Linked DNA regions of Sus scrofa: region 2 is linked to region 1. A link is a contact called in public Hi-C data. All regions are on one chromosome and are shown on one strand. The core of a region is the stretch at or near the end of the contact, and the rest is flanking DNA. Distances in the headings are between cores, read along the strand shown. Region 1 holds the start of AHSG (alpha-2-HS-glycoprotein). Region 2 holds the start of KNG1 (kininogen-1).

What was found. A called contact is a pair of places that touch in the nucleus more often than the background predicts.
Region 2: a contact with region 1 is called in a Hi-C map of liver, with 2.2 times the contacts expected there. The contact joins the promoter of KNG1 here to the promoter of AHSG in region 1. A contact is called at or near these places in 1 of 5 promoter capture datasets (liver) and 4 of 47 Hi-C or Micro-C datasets (all in liver).

What each region holds. Positions count from the first base shown.
Region 1 is chr13:124,423,927-124,430,854 of Sscrofa11.1, reverse strand. It overlaps AHSG (alpha-2-HS-glycoprotein), which reads right to left and starts at 4,542. Exons shown (of 8, transcript XM_005652369.3): 1 at 4,218-4,542.
Region 2 is chr13:124,518,893-124,525,820 of Sscrofa11.1, reverse strand. KNG1 (kininogen-1) reads right to left here and starts at 4,545. Exons shown (of 10, transcript XM_013988208.2): 1 at 4,107-4,545; 2 at 1,227-1,337; 3 at 219-303. The coding sequence starts at 4,298.

The DNA of each region.
Region 1 (6,928 bases), core at 3,293-5,792:
GGGAGACCCTAAGAACACAGATGCCTCCTCAAGGCCCTTCGGAACCTTAGAAGAATTAGAATAAGTCATGGTGCCCAGAGCACAAGGTCACAGTATTGGCTCAGGCATGGCCTTTCAAGTGGCCTTTGACAATCCCAGGTGTGACCTCCAAGGAGGGGTGGCCAGGATAGCGAGAGGTTTGGAAAATATCATCCAAGGACCTTGCTTGGTGTTGCCTGGAGCAAAGAAGCCCTATCGTGGAGATCAACACGCTTTCCAAATATTTTGAGGTTATCATTGCGTAGGGGTAGATTTGTTCCGTTGTTTGCTATTGCTTCAGAGAACAAAGCTTTGTTTAAAATGTGGGGGCTTCCTACAGGGAAGCTTAATATTATTGACTTGCTGGGGGGAGGGAGGGAGGTAAGCAAGGGGGCCTGTGTTGCGCAGAGAAGGTAGTTATAGGCATTGTTTTTCCTTTTGCTCCCAGAAGTACAGAATCTTAATGCCAGAGGCTCAGAAGGTGTGGTCAGGACTCCGGGTTCCCTGAGAGGGGGTCCCAGCTCTTGGAACACAAAATCAGCTGGGGTCACCAAGCAGCACGATCCTCAGAACCAGGGGACTTTCCATTGGCCTTATGCCTTATTTCCTTCAGGGCCTTGACTCGTGAACAACTTTTTTGTGGATGCCCTGCTTTTCTTTTAAATAATCTTTTAGTATGCAAAATGTGGTCTTCACTAAATTTTGGAAAACACAAAACAATATATGCAGTGAGTACATATTTGATATGTCGTCAGCTCGGGTGTATACAGCACAGCTTTATTTTCCAGAGCGCAATTGCATTTCTGACCCTGAGGCCTCTCTTGTGAAGATGTAATCTAGCCACTTCTGGGTAACCTGATTTCCCACGTGCTTGGGTGGAAACCCGGGCCGATTTAGGTTTGCCCTTGTGCTTCTTCTCCCCACTGGGGTTAGAAGAAACATGAAGTGGGGAGCAAGAGACTTCTGCAAATACTGCTTTAGTCTGGGTCAGAGAGGGGTGTCCACTTTGCCTTGGCACCTTCTGCCAGGTAACCTGTCTCATGTAGTCCCCGGGCAGATCAGCCCTTGAGCCAATGTCCTGCTTGCCTTCATCTAATCCATAGCAAGAGAGTCCTCCTGCATCCTATGATCAGGAGTCCCCTTATCTCAGCTGTGGGACCCTTTCTAGACCACAGGCCTTTCCTCAGCTATGTGCTACACCTTTCTTTTTCTCTTTTGGCCATCCCCGTGGCATATGGCGTTCCCGGGCTAGGGATCCTTAACCCACTGCTCAGGGCCAGGGATCAAACCCGAATCCCTGCTGCTGCAGAGACACCGTTGATCCTGTTGCACCACCACGGGAACTCCCCTACCCCCTTCCTTAAGCTTGGTAAAACTTGGCTGCTGAGCCCTCTCGGGCTGTGGGGGCTTCCTGAAGCTGCCATTAAGCTCATCTACTTAGGCACTGCCATCACAGCCCCTCCATTGTTCTAGCGCCACCCTGCTACTCAGGGGGGCATCTTCCCATGATGTGATGTCTCCCCATGCTACCCAGGTGCCCCTTCCCCTCCCCCCACCCCGAAGTGAGGTTCTGTCTCCTCTGCTGTGGGATTCCCACACTATTCTGGGGTGGTTCTATTGCCATCCTAGCCCTGGGGGTGGGGGGGAGAAAAAAAAAGCGTTCTGTCTGATCATCCTTTCTGATCATTTCTTTCTTTTACTTAGAGCATTTCTTTTGGTATCTGTTCTTGGATCTTTCCTGGGTGACAATCTCTAAAGCACTTGGTGTTGTCCTGTTTTGCTGATGCTAGAAGAACAAAGCATGCAGTTAAGAGCAATTTATATATCACCTATCATCCTACCACATATAAACAGGGAAACCAAACTCATTCGCAGTCTCATTACCCAGAGATAAACAGTGTTAATGTTTTGGAAGCATTTCCATGGGTTTTTTTTTCTACACAAAGACTTATTTTAATATAACTTAGTATAATATAGTCATACTCATGTATAATTTTGTATTTTTTTTCACTTAACATTATAACTTGAATATTTTCCCATGTCCTTAAATAGACTTAAAAAACATGTTTCTGGAGTTCCTGTCATGGTTCATTGGAAAAGAACCTGACTAGTATCCATGAGGATGCAGGTTCGCTCCCTGGCCCTGTTCTGTGGTTAAGGATCTGGCACTACTGAGAGCTGCAATGTAGGTCGCAGATGTGGCTTAGATCCCGAGTTGCTATGGCTGTGGTGTAGGCCAGCAGCTGCAGCTCCAATTCAAGCACATGGGAAGTGCCATATGCCTCAGGTGCAGCCCTAAAAAAAAAAAAAAAAAAATGCTTATGATGACTACCTATGATTCTGCTGTGTGTATCATAATTTATTCAACTATTCTCTTATTGTTGGGCAATTAACTTGTTCTCACTCCAGCCTCTCATATGCAAACTTGTAATACATTTTTTTTTTTTGGCCACACCCAAGACATATGGAAGGGACTGAACCCATATCGTAGCAGTGACCCAAGCCACTGCAGTGACACCGCTAGGTCCTTAACGTACTGTGCCACAAGAGAACTCCTGCAATACATTTTCTATTCAGGAATCTTTGGTTCTCTAGTTACATTTTCAGGATCGAGTCTTTTTTTTTTTTTTTTTTTTTTTGTCTTTTTGCCATTTCTTGGGCCGCTCCCGTGGCATATGGAGGTTCCTAGGCTAGGGGTCTAATCGGAGCTGTAGCTGCCAGCCTATGCCAGAGCCACAGCAATGTGGGATCTGAGCTGCGTCTGCGACCTAAACCACAGCTCATAGCAATGCCGGATCCTTAACCCACTGATCGAACCCGCAACCTCATGGTTCCTAGTCGGATTGTTAACCACTGCACCACGACGGGAACTCCAGTATCAAGTCTTATTAGTGAAATTATTGGTTCATATGATGTGAACATTTTATTTTATTATTTTATTTTATTTTTCTCTTTTTTTATTACTCAATTTATCACATCTGTGGTTGTATAATGATCATCACAATCCAATTTCACAGGATTTGATGAGGACATTTTAAAAACTTTTAATTTCTCTGGCCAAATTGCCTATCAGAAAGGATACATGAATTTCTACCCCTGCCATTTAATTGGAGTGTTTTGCCTGGTCAGCTGTTTTCTCTTTTCCTCTGCTGCTTCCATGCTGACTTTGGTGGAAACTGAGATATGGGAAAATCATCAGAACTCCTTTTTAATATATTTTACGAATATCTTTGGTTTGATCTCAACTATTCCATATGTTTAATTTGCAAACTAATATAGGTTTGGTATCAAGCTGAATAAAATAGTCTCATTTTTCAGTTGGAGAAAGAAAGGTTTCCATTTACTTACTGACAATGAAGAAAAAAGATGATCTTTCAGTATGTTTTCCAAGAAAGCCATAGCAAAGGATGCCCAAGGAAGGTTCAGGATATTTCACCATGTCTGATGACACCACTTTCAGACTTTGAAAGATTTTCTCACGCTGAACGCACATACCTATGAGTGATGTTGAGTCAATTTCATCCACTCAGCTCCAACTTCTTTGCATACCAATAGAAGATAAGGATTTATTCCTTTTTCTGGTCTGTAGTTCCTGTCATTATCTTAATGACTTATCTGTGCATTTTTCTTTGAGGCCCATGTTACTGCATTAAAACAAGTTTTGGAGGAGTTCCCGTCATGGCGCAGCAGAAACAAATCCAACTAGGAACCATGAAGTTGTGGGTTCGATCCCTGGCCTCTCTCAGTGGGTTAAGGATCCAGCGTAGCCGTGAGCTGTGGTATAGGTTGCAGACGCAGCTCAGCTCTGGCATTGCTGTGGCTGTGGCGTAGGCCGGTGGCAATAGCTCCAACTGGACCCCTAACCTGGGAACCTCCGTATGCCATGAGAGCAGCCCTAAAAAAAGGACAAAAGACAACATAATAAAATAAAATAAAATAAAATAAAATAAAATAAAAAAGTCTTGGAGTTCCCGCTAAGGTGCAGTGAATTAAGGATCCAGCACTGTCACTGCAGTGGTTTGGATCGCTGCTGTGGTGCGGGTTCAATCCCTGGCCTGGAAAATTCCACATGCTGAGGGTGCAGTCAAAATGATGATGATGATGATGATTAAGATGTAGAGTATTGAGGATGTCAGGGGCTGGTTAGAGGCAGGGGGAAAGAGCAGTCCCACAGATCTAAGAAGAAGAGGACCAACAACCTCCAGAAGAAGGCAGCAGGGTGCCAGGCAGTGCTTGCTGTGTGGAGCCCCAGGCAGCTGATGGCGGAGTTCCAAGATGGCAGCTGGGGATGGTACCAGGTTCTTTGAATTTGTCAGAAGGGCTCTCCACTAGGGCGGCGATGCATTCCACCTATTCCAAGGCAGACGTCAGCCTTGATAGTTGCCAGTCAGGAGCCAAGACAAGAAGGATCATGGCAAGCAGAGGGCCAGAGTTGCTGGGGGCTGTTTCTGCTGGGGCCCTGCTGGCAGACCTGGGTCTCAGAAGGGAAGGGTAGAGTTAGAAGGGGGTGAAATATCAAGTCAGGCAATGAGAGCTAGGAACTCAGCCTCTCACAGAACAGGACATGAACAAGAACACGTCAGCAAAAGCCAGAGGATCCATTGGTTTTTGCAGGGAGGAAGTAGCAGTGGTTGGTGTTTAAATCATTGGGCCAGATTCCTGGCTCTGCCCTTTCTGGTACTTAAAGGGCCTAGGCTCTAAGAAACTGAATAATGATTTCTGATAAGCCTGGTGTTTCTTCATTCCTATGGGTATTTATTGACTATGTACTATCAGTGATATTAGGTGCCTGGAGGCAGAGTGATGAGAAAACACCATCTGCACTAAAGGAGCTTAGCTTGACTCACCTGGTCCAGGAACATCTGATGAACCAAGAACTGTAAGTTCTATGAAATGATTATGATGCCTGTCCTGTGGAGACATATTGGGGTTTCTACCTCCACTGTAAAACATCGGTCAATGGAATGCAAATGACCCTTCTCCCAGGACCCACCAGATTTCTTGTGAAGGTAACTGAGCACCAGCTGCCCTGGAAGGCATTTCGAAGAGCGCTTTGTACTTGGTGCTAAGGCCCCAAAGTTGAGAGACGTTGACCTGAGCAAAGCATGGTAAAAATTATTAAACCCAAGTGACCAGAGGTGATTACTTCCTTTCTTTGGGTGGAGAAAGAGCACAGCAGGCTTTTCCCCAATCCTGTCCTCATAGCCATGACCTGCCAAACTCTGAAAAGAAACACATTTGAGGGGTAAACGGGGAAAAGCAAAGCCTGGAGTAGGGTGGGGCAAGGGAGAGAGCAAAGTTGCCAGATTTAACGAGATGCTCATTCTCAGGGTCACACTCCTTAAAGTACGTGTTTTAGTCCTGTTCCTTGCTGGATCCTAGACCCAGCCCTGGGAAAGAGACATAATCTAAATGCAGAATAGAAAAAAAGTTTGTACTTCATTAAATCTTTCTACTCTTTCAAGAATTTTTTTTTAACCTTTTGGCAGTTGGTTCTCTGTGTGAAATCAGCCTCAAGAACACAATGACCCTTGCAGGAGCCTTTCATGATCACAGAAGAAATCATGGGAAACCTTCCATTCTCTTTTGTTTGGAAGAAGACTTCCTATTGTATACCACTTAATGTGGCCTTGACACCCACGCATTCCCTCACAAAAGAGGGAATCATTTTAGGGTTAACGAAGGATGGGGAGCTGTGCCCTTTCTGAGGCTGGAACTGCTCCTCCTTGGGAAAACCTCTTCATCAGAGCAAAGGATATAGATTCCTTACTCTGTAAAAGGCATTGTGCTTTAATCCTCATAAGTCCCCAAGAGGGGTGTTGTTCTCATCTTCCCTCCTCTATAGAAGAAGAAACAGGGCCTCAGAGAGGTTCTGCACCTCGCCCATATCTCACAGTGGTAGAGCCTGGATTGAGCCCCATCACTTTGTCTCCATTAACCTCAAACCAAAAGAAAATAAGGCCAAAAAAAAAAAAAAAAAAAAAAAGCTGAAGAGGTTGGCTCCTGGGCACTGCCTAAAAGCAAGCAAGTCATTATTCTTAACAACAGGAAACATAGCTGTATGCTGAATTTGAAGAAAAGCATAAGCAACAGAAAAAAATATATCGTTTGGTTAAAAATTAAAAGAATTAAAAAAAATTAGTTTGCCCACCCAATTTCAGTCAGTGGAAAATACCTAAAGATCAATTTTGCAGGAGAGACTTTCACCTGTTGACTTTAGTGATGACTCAGATGGTGTTGAAACGATGTCTACCTCAGGTTTAGGAAGTAAATCAAAGGTAAATGATTACATGACTTTGGGTTAAATGTTTTCCTGGGGGATGCTGATCAATGTGGAGAATCACATCCATCTCGCCTGCTGGCTTCTGTCATCAACTTTTGATATCTTCAGAATGAGTGAGCGGCTCTCTTCAGACAAGACAGACGATGAGAGAGGAAACCATCACCTTTTAAGGAGCCCCTTGGCATGCCATCAGGGACCCTTGGACACCAAGATGTTCAGAGGAGCTGTGGCCTTGCCGTCCAAGGGTCCTATGGTTATACTGAGGCCGCTGGAATCAAGAAACTCGTGGCACCTTTGTAAATGTGGGCCCTTCTTTATCCATCATGCAGATGACTGGGGTTGGAATGGGCCCTTTTGACAGTGAGCCAACATTGTAGGTTCTTTGGATCCATTTATTGACTTGTACTGAGTACTCTCTGGACACATGTGTGTTAACGTCAAAACTATTTCTTAGACACATTGTGCTGGGCGCTAAGGATGCACAGGTGGAAGGTGGCATTCCTGTCTTCAGATACTCACTGTTGGGCCTGGCTCCACAACACTCTGCTGGCTCTTGGGCCCCTACTAGAGAAGTGTGAGCTGTGGTTCCTGCCCTCAGCCTGCCCCATGCAGGAGAACACAATGCTG
Region 2 (6,928 bases), core at 3,296-5,795, 95 kb before region 1:
GACAATGCACCTCTTGAGGAAGAGAACCAGGACAGCGCTGACAGAATGATTGGCATGAGCCTGGCCCCACCTCAGGATACTGGCGCACCACCCCTCGAGCGCCCCCTCAAGGCTGCAAATGGTATCGCCACTGCTGCCCTCTGCAAGGAAAGGGTCTTGGAGCCACACAGAAGAACATCATTTTTCCCCCAGGGCAGTACGGCCAGACACTCAGCTACCTGGAGTAATCTGGCAGGTCTGGGTAGCCACGGAGAACTTCTCATTGCCTCTCTTCGCCACGGTTACTGTGCATTCTCCTGTGGCCTGAGAAGAAGAAGAGAGATCATTTATCTTCATCTTTCAGATGAAATCCACCTCGTACTATTGCTAACTATGGCTCTCCTTCTTTAAAAACATGTCAAGATTTTTTTTCCCACAGTTTTGAGACACAAGAACGAATGTCTTTCAGGCTAGTCATTACTTTATAGAAGCCACTGATATTCATGAGCTGTCAGAGGAGAGGTGGTATAAATGATGAGGTTTTAAAGTATAAATCTTTGTTTTGAGCCTTGGAGAGAATTCTTTTTCACCAAGATGCACACAATGCCTGAGAAACAGGCTGCTCAACAATTTTCTTGGTTTACCTTCCAATTTCAGGGTCCACACTGCATATAGGATGCCAGTGTTATGACATTAAGTCCTGGCAGGTACCAGCCTAGTCCCTCTTAATTACATCAACTGTGCTGTGCCCACAGGTCAGGCTTAGGTGAAGACAGCCATTGTTATTAAAACAAGATCCTTTGCATAATGTATCTCACTGCTTCCTGCAACCACCAGATGAAGTCAATTTTATCTCCCTTGAGGAGGGAGCACACGGTTGCCAGGGGTCAGCTGGCTGGAGGGAGAGCAGGATTCTTACTCAGGCCCGTGCAGTTGAAGCACCCACTTGCTCTCCTCACCAGCCCCTGATCTTGGCTCACATATTGATCTGTTCTCTCTCCGAGGCCCGGCTGGTCGTTAAGTTCCTCTTCCTAAGGGAGGGTTTCCTCCATGTGTAAGTCGCTGGCCTCTCCAAGCCCTTCTGTCTATGTGAGAATACAGATATCAGGCATTTGTTCTACGTAGTTGAGGGTTTATGTGCATCCCTTAAAAACAGTGCAACAATACTAATCATCCCAAGCACCCTAGAAAAGTCTGGCACACTCTGCAGAGAAAACTGGAGGCTCGGGAACCATCAACACACTTACAGCTTGTGCAGGGTCTTTGTAATCACAGTCCTGCCAGGTTTTGTCACTTTGAACAAGACAGTCGCCCTCCTTGATTTCGTACTTGAAGGAATAAAATATGTCAGGATTATCCTGAAAAACAGCAACCAAAGACACCTTGGTTTCATCTGACTGACCCAACAGCATTTGAGTGGGAACTGGTACAGTTATGAATATTTAATCTTGATTTGATTCAATTAGGGCAAAACCTTTATTAAAATTATTGAAAGTTTATAAATATTTACTTGGAAGAATGTTCATAATATACTATTTACAAATATGTATAGATATATATATATTTGGTCTTTTTTCGTCTTTTTAGGGCTACACCTGCGACATATAGAGGTTCCCAGGCTAGGGGTCGAATCGGAGCTACAGCTGCAGGCTTACACCACAGCCAGAGCAACACTAGATCCAAGCCAATCTGCAACTTAAACCACAGCTCAGGGCAATGCCAGATCCTTAATGCACTGAGCGAGCCCAGGGATCAAACCCGTAACCTCACGGTTCCTAGTTGGATTGTTTCCACTGTGCCACGACAGGAGCTCTGTATAGATATTTTAGAATAAAAAACATATTTGCCGTGGATATCCGCCAATACTAACTGTTGCTTAAGAATACCACAATTCACACAATTACACAATTTTGTGAAACAGAAAGGCTGGACTTGGAGTTCCCATTCTGGCTCAGTGGTAATGAACCTGACTAGTATCCATGAGAATGCAGGTTCAATCCCTGGCCCTGATCAGTGGTTAAGTATCCAGCATTGCTGTGGCTGTGGTGTAGGCTGCAGATGCAGCTCCAATTCGATCCCTAGCCTGGGAACTTCCATATGCCACAGGTGCTGCCCTAAAGAAAGGGTGGATGTTACTTTAAGAAAAAAAGCAAAACAAAATACGACCCTGAGCTTTTTCCTTTTTCCTTATAATGTCAAATGGCTGTGATTTTTACCCCTACCTAAGTAATCAACTACTTAACTATCACAGAAACACAATGTTTTATAGTGAAATTCATTTAACAAACTACTGAAAGATTACCTTTTTTTTTTTTTTTTTTTTTTTTTGTCTTTTTAGGGCTGCGCTGGCAGCATATGGAGGTTCCCAGGCTAGGGCTCGAATCAGAGCTGTAGCTGCTGGCCTACGCTACAGTCACAGGAAAGACTGCATTTCTTTTTTTTTTTTTTTGTCTTTTTTCTTTTTTTTTTTTTGTCTTTTGTCTTTTTGTTGTTGTTGTTGTTGCTATTTCTTGGGCCGCTCCTGCAGCATATGGAGGTTCCCAGGCTAGGGGTTGAATCGGAGCTGTAGCCACCGGCCTACGCCAGAGCCACAGCAACGCGGGATCCGAGCCGCGTCTGCAACCTACACCACAGCTCACGGCAACGCCGGATCGTTAACCCACTGAGCAAGGGCAGGGACCGAACCCGCAACCTCATGGTTCCTAGTCGGATTTGGTAACCACTGTACCACGACGGGAACTCCCAAGACTGCATTTCTTAAAGTCACACACCCTGTCAGGGTTTGTCTCCATCCTGAGTGCATCAATATGTGATTAAAAAAAAAAATGCTAAAGGAGTTCCGTCATGGCTCAGTGGTTAACGAATCTGACTAGCATCCATGAGGACACAGGTTCAATCCCTGGCCTCACTCAGTGGGTAAAGGATCCGGCGTTGCCGAGAACTGTGGTGTAGGTCACAGACGCTGCTCACATCCTGCGTTGCTGTGGCTCTGGCATAGGCCGGCGGCTACAGCTCCAATTAGACCCCTAGCCTGGGAACCTCCATATGCCATGGGTGCAGCCCTAGAAAAGACAAAAATAAATAAATAAATAAATAAAATAGAAATAAAAAATCTACTAAAAACCAATTAGAACTTGGCTGTTACCTTGATGCATCAGTCATACAGACTTCACGGTAGATATTTTGTCCAGTGCAGTAGAACCAAGTTAATCCCATTTATAATTCCTTTTAGACATACGACTCCTTTCCCCCAGCTTAACCGAGGTATAATTTTCAAGTAAAAATTGTCTATCTTTAAGGTGTACAGTAGTGATGAATTGATACACATATACATTTTGCAACCACTACCACAAATAAGCTCATTAACATACCTATCACCCCACATAGTTACTTTTATTTTTCCAGTGAGACTATTTAAGATCTAGTCATTTAGCAAATTTCAAGTATACAATACAGTATTAATTATAATCACCACACCATACTTTAGATCCCTAGGACTTATTCATCTTATAAGTTGATACCCTTCGACCAGCATCTCCCCATTTCCCCCATCTCCTAGTCCCTGGCAAACACCATTCTGCTTTCTGTGTCTGTGAGTTAGAATTTTTATTTTTTATTTTTATTTTATTTATTTATTTATTATTTTGCTGCACCCATAGTCTGTGGAAATTTCTGGGCCAGGGATAGACCTGGCTCCACAGCAGCAACCCAGGCTGCTGCAGTGACAATGCCAGGTCCTTAACGCGCTGCGCCACAAGGGAACCCCGAGTTAGAATTTTTAAGATACCATATATAATTCAGATCATACGGTATGTTTTCAGCTGTACCACCTGAAGTACCCCCCTCCCCCGAAGTCTAAAGGTCTATATTTTAGTCTAGGGCTAGTTACCCAGTAAACCCTCTTGCTGGTAGCCAAGTTCCTAGGTTCATCGACTGCATAGTCTCTTTCAAATTACTTCATCTGCTTGTTTGATTTCACCCTGGAAAAGTGCTGCTCTGATCACCCAGGACTAGTCACACCCTTCCCTTCACCCCAGATGTGTGTGGTGCGGGGGAGGGGGGTGCCTGGGCTCCCAAGTGACAGCACAAACCCCAAATGACCTCAAAGTTAAACCCAGCTCACTCACAATTTTGGTGACTTCGGTTATTCGGTACAATACAAACTGGTTGCCACTTTTGTTTCCACTGTTATATTTCTTCAAAGCCGTGTCCACAGCCTTAAATACATCTTGGTGGTTGCAGTCAATTTCTTGCGAAGACTCCTGAGTTAAACTTGGTAGCAGCCTGGAGCAAAGGAAAAGGATGGCGATTAATTTCATGATATAAGTTTCTCTCTGGGACTTTTACCCAGGGTTGGGAGCCAATTTAGATGCTGATTTTAATTGTCTTCAGCCTCTGTCTCCTCCAGGTTCTCCTGATTCTGCCTCAGTGCTCTAGGGCCCTGGTTGATTCCTGCTGCCATGTACTGTTTGCCCTTCTCCAAAAGGACAAATGGCCCTGCTGGGTTATACAAGAAGATTTCAGACTGAAACATTACAACACTGGGGTTGTTGACCTGCTTGTTTACATTTGGGGAGCATGTGGGAGCACAGAACACATTTCCTGGTGATTGCATAACTTTCTCCAGCGAATCAGAGCAGGTTCTAATAAGGGAGGAGGGGAAAAAAAAAAACACTAACCACCTCCATTATTCCCTCGTGACTTTCCCAAAGCCATTTATGAAGGTCACTGCATGTGACAACAATGCAACAGTGAATACAACCTGCAGATATCTTTCAATAAAATTTCTTTGCAGAGAACCGGCTGCTACCGATCATATTGCACAATGGGGGCACCCACGCACAGGGACGTAGTGAGTGCTGGGGGTCCCACACCAGGATACTGGTGCAACCAAATGTAAAACATGGATATTCCTATAATGTCTCTGGCCAAGCCAGCCTCTCTCCACTCACTTTCATTAATTCTAGAAAGGAATGAGTTCCCTTTGTGGTTCAGTGGTAACAAACCCGACTAGGATCCATGAGGATGCTGGTTCAATCTCTGGCCTCGCTAGGATCCTACATTGTTGTGGCTGTGGCATAGGCCAGCAACTGTAGCTCCAATTCGATCCCTAGTGGGGGAACTTCCATATGCTGCACCCGTGGCCCTGAAAAGCAAAAAAAAAAAAAAAAATTCTAGAAAGGAAAATGCCCTCCCCCTCCCCCGCCACTCCATATACCCCAGGGTGGAGGAGACGGGGAAGAAGCATAAGAAGAGATGGTTTGGATGAAGCAAACCACCCCCAATTCTTTCTTCTTGTTTGGTGGATATTTCACTACAAAGCCACCTGTTTGAGAAAGACTGGCTATTAGGGGAGAGGCAAAAGTAGTTAAAGACAAGAGCTAGTTCCTAGTGGATGTTTGTCTTGCCACCCCCAGAAACATATTTGACTCCTTCATTGTTGTTGATAGGGTCTCTAGCTTGGCAAGTCTCCCTGAGAGTCCCTGGAAAAGACAGGTCATTGTGGGCTGAGTAGTGGCTTTGTAGTGGAGTGGCAGGAACACGAACGTCGCAGTAAGTCCAACCTTTATTCCAGTCTAGCTCTGCTATTTAATTGCTCTATGATCCTGAGCAAGTCAGGGTTATATAAACTTTCTGAGCCTTGGTTTCCTCACCTGTAAAATGTGGGAAATCATAGCATCTTAATGGGTTTTTTGGAGGAGGGAATGAGTTAATATGTGTACAGGGTCTGGTAATTAGTTCTTATAAATTATGTCTCCATTTAGAGTGGGTTGGTTAAGAATCCCTGACTTATTGAAAAGGTTTCAGATGCATGGTGATGGCAGAAGGTAGATTCCAGTGTGTGTGGCTTGGGGAGGCATGTAAGAAAAAAGCTAAGGGTAGAAGAAACTTGAGGAAGTTCTTAGGCTGGGAAGATGGAGGGACCCACAAAGAGGAGGAAGCTGAAGCAGGGGGAGGGAGGAGGCTGCTGGAGGTGCATGGTCCACGAGGAGCCGGAGAGAAATTCAGGGCTGGTCATGGTGGTGTTTCAAGTGAAGACTCAAAGGCAGGACTTGGAGGAACGTGGTCAATAAAGACAAAGTTCCAGTTATAAGATAAATAAGTACAAGGGATGTAAGATGCAACATGGTAAATCTAGTTAACACCGCTGTCTGATCCATCAAAAAGTTAAGAGAGTAGATCCTAAGAGTTCTTATCACAAGGAGAATCCCTTATCTTTTCTATATGAGATGACAGATGTTAACTAAAACTATTGTGATAATAATTTCACAAAATATGTAAATCAAAGCATCATGATGTACACCTTAAATTACACAGTGATGAATGTCAATTATTACTCAATAAAACTGGAAAGAAGTTTAAAAAACCCCCACAGGACTTGGTGTATACAGGCAATATATAAATAGGAAAGAACATGGCTTTGGAGGAAGCCAATCCTGGTTGTAATCCCACACCTACAATTTACTGACCATAATAACATCCTAAGAAAATAATTAAGCTTTCTCTGGGCCTCATCTTTCTTTCCTAAAAAACGGTAGTGGTGGCAGCCCGTTTTCCTTTCTCCTTGGAATACAGCTAGACTTCGTTTCCTGCAGCCACAGTGACCATAGTCAAAAGGTTTAATAACTAATATAATACACACACTGATCAATCAGACCAGATTGGTCCCCAGCGAGGCACCTGCTGAATGTTGGCCCTGCAGAATCATATTCCTCCATGATGGTGTGGACACAGGGTTGGTTGCTTGAATAGGGAGTGGAGAAAGTTGAAATCCAGGAAGACCCCAAAAATATATCACATAATTACTCACAAAAGAATTTGAGCAATATTTTATTATTTTATTAAATCCCTTCTCAAACATGGCTTGAGTTCTTGAAAATATCACCTGGAAAACATAGGATTGAATGCCCTCAATGCATTTCAATTAAATGCATTCATAACAGGCAAA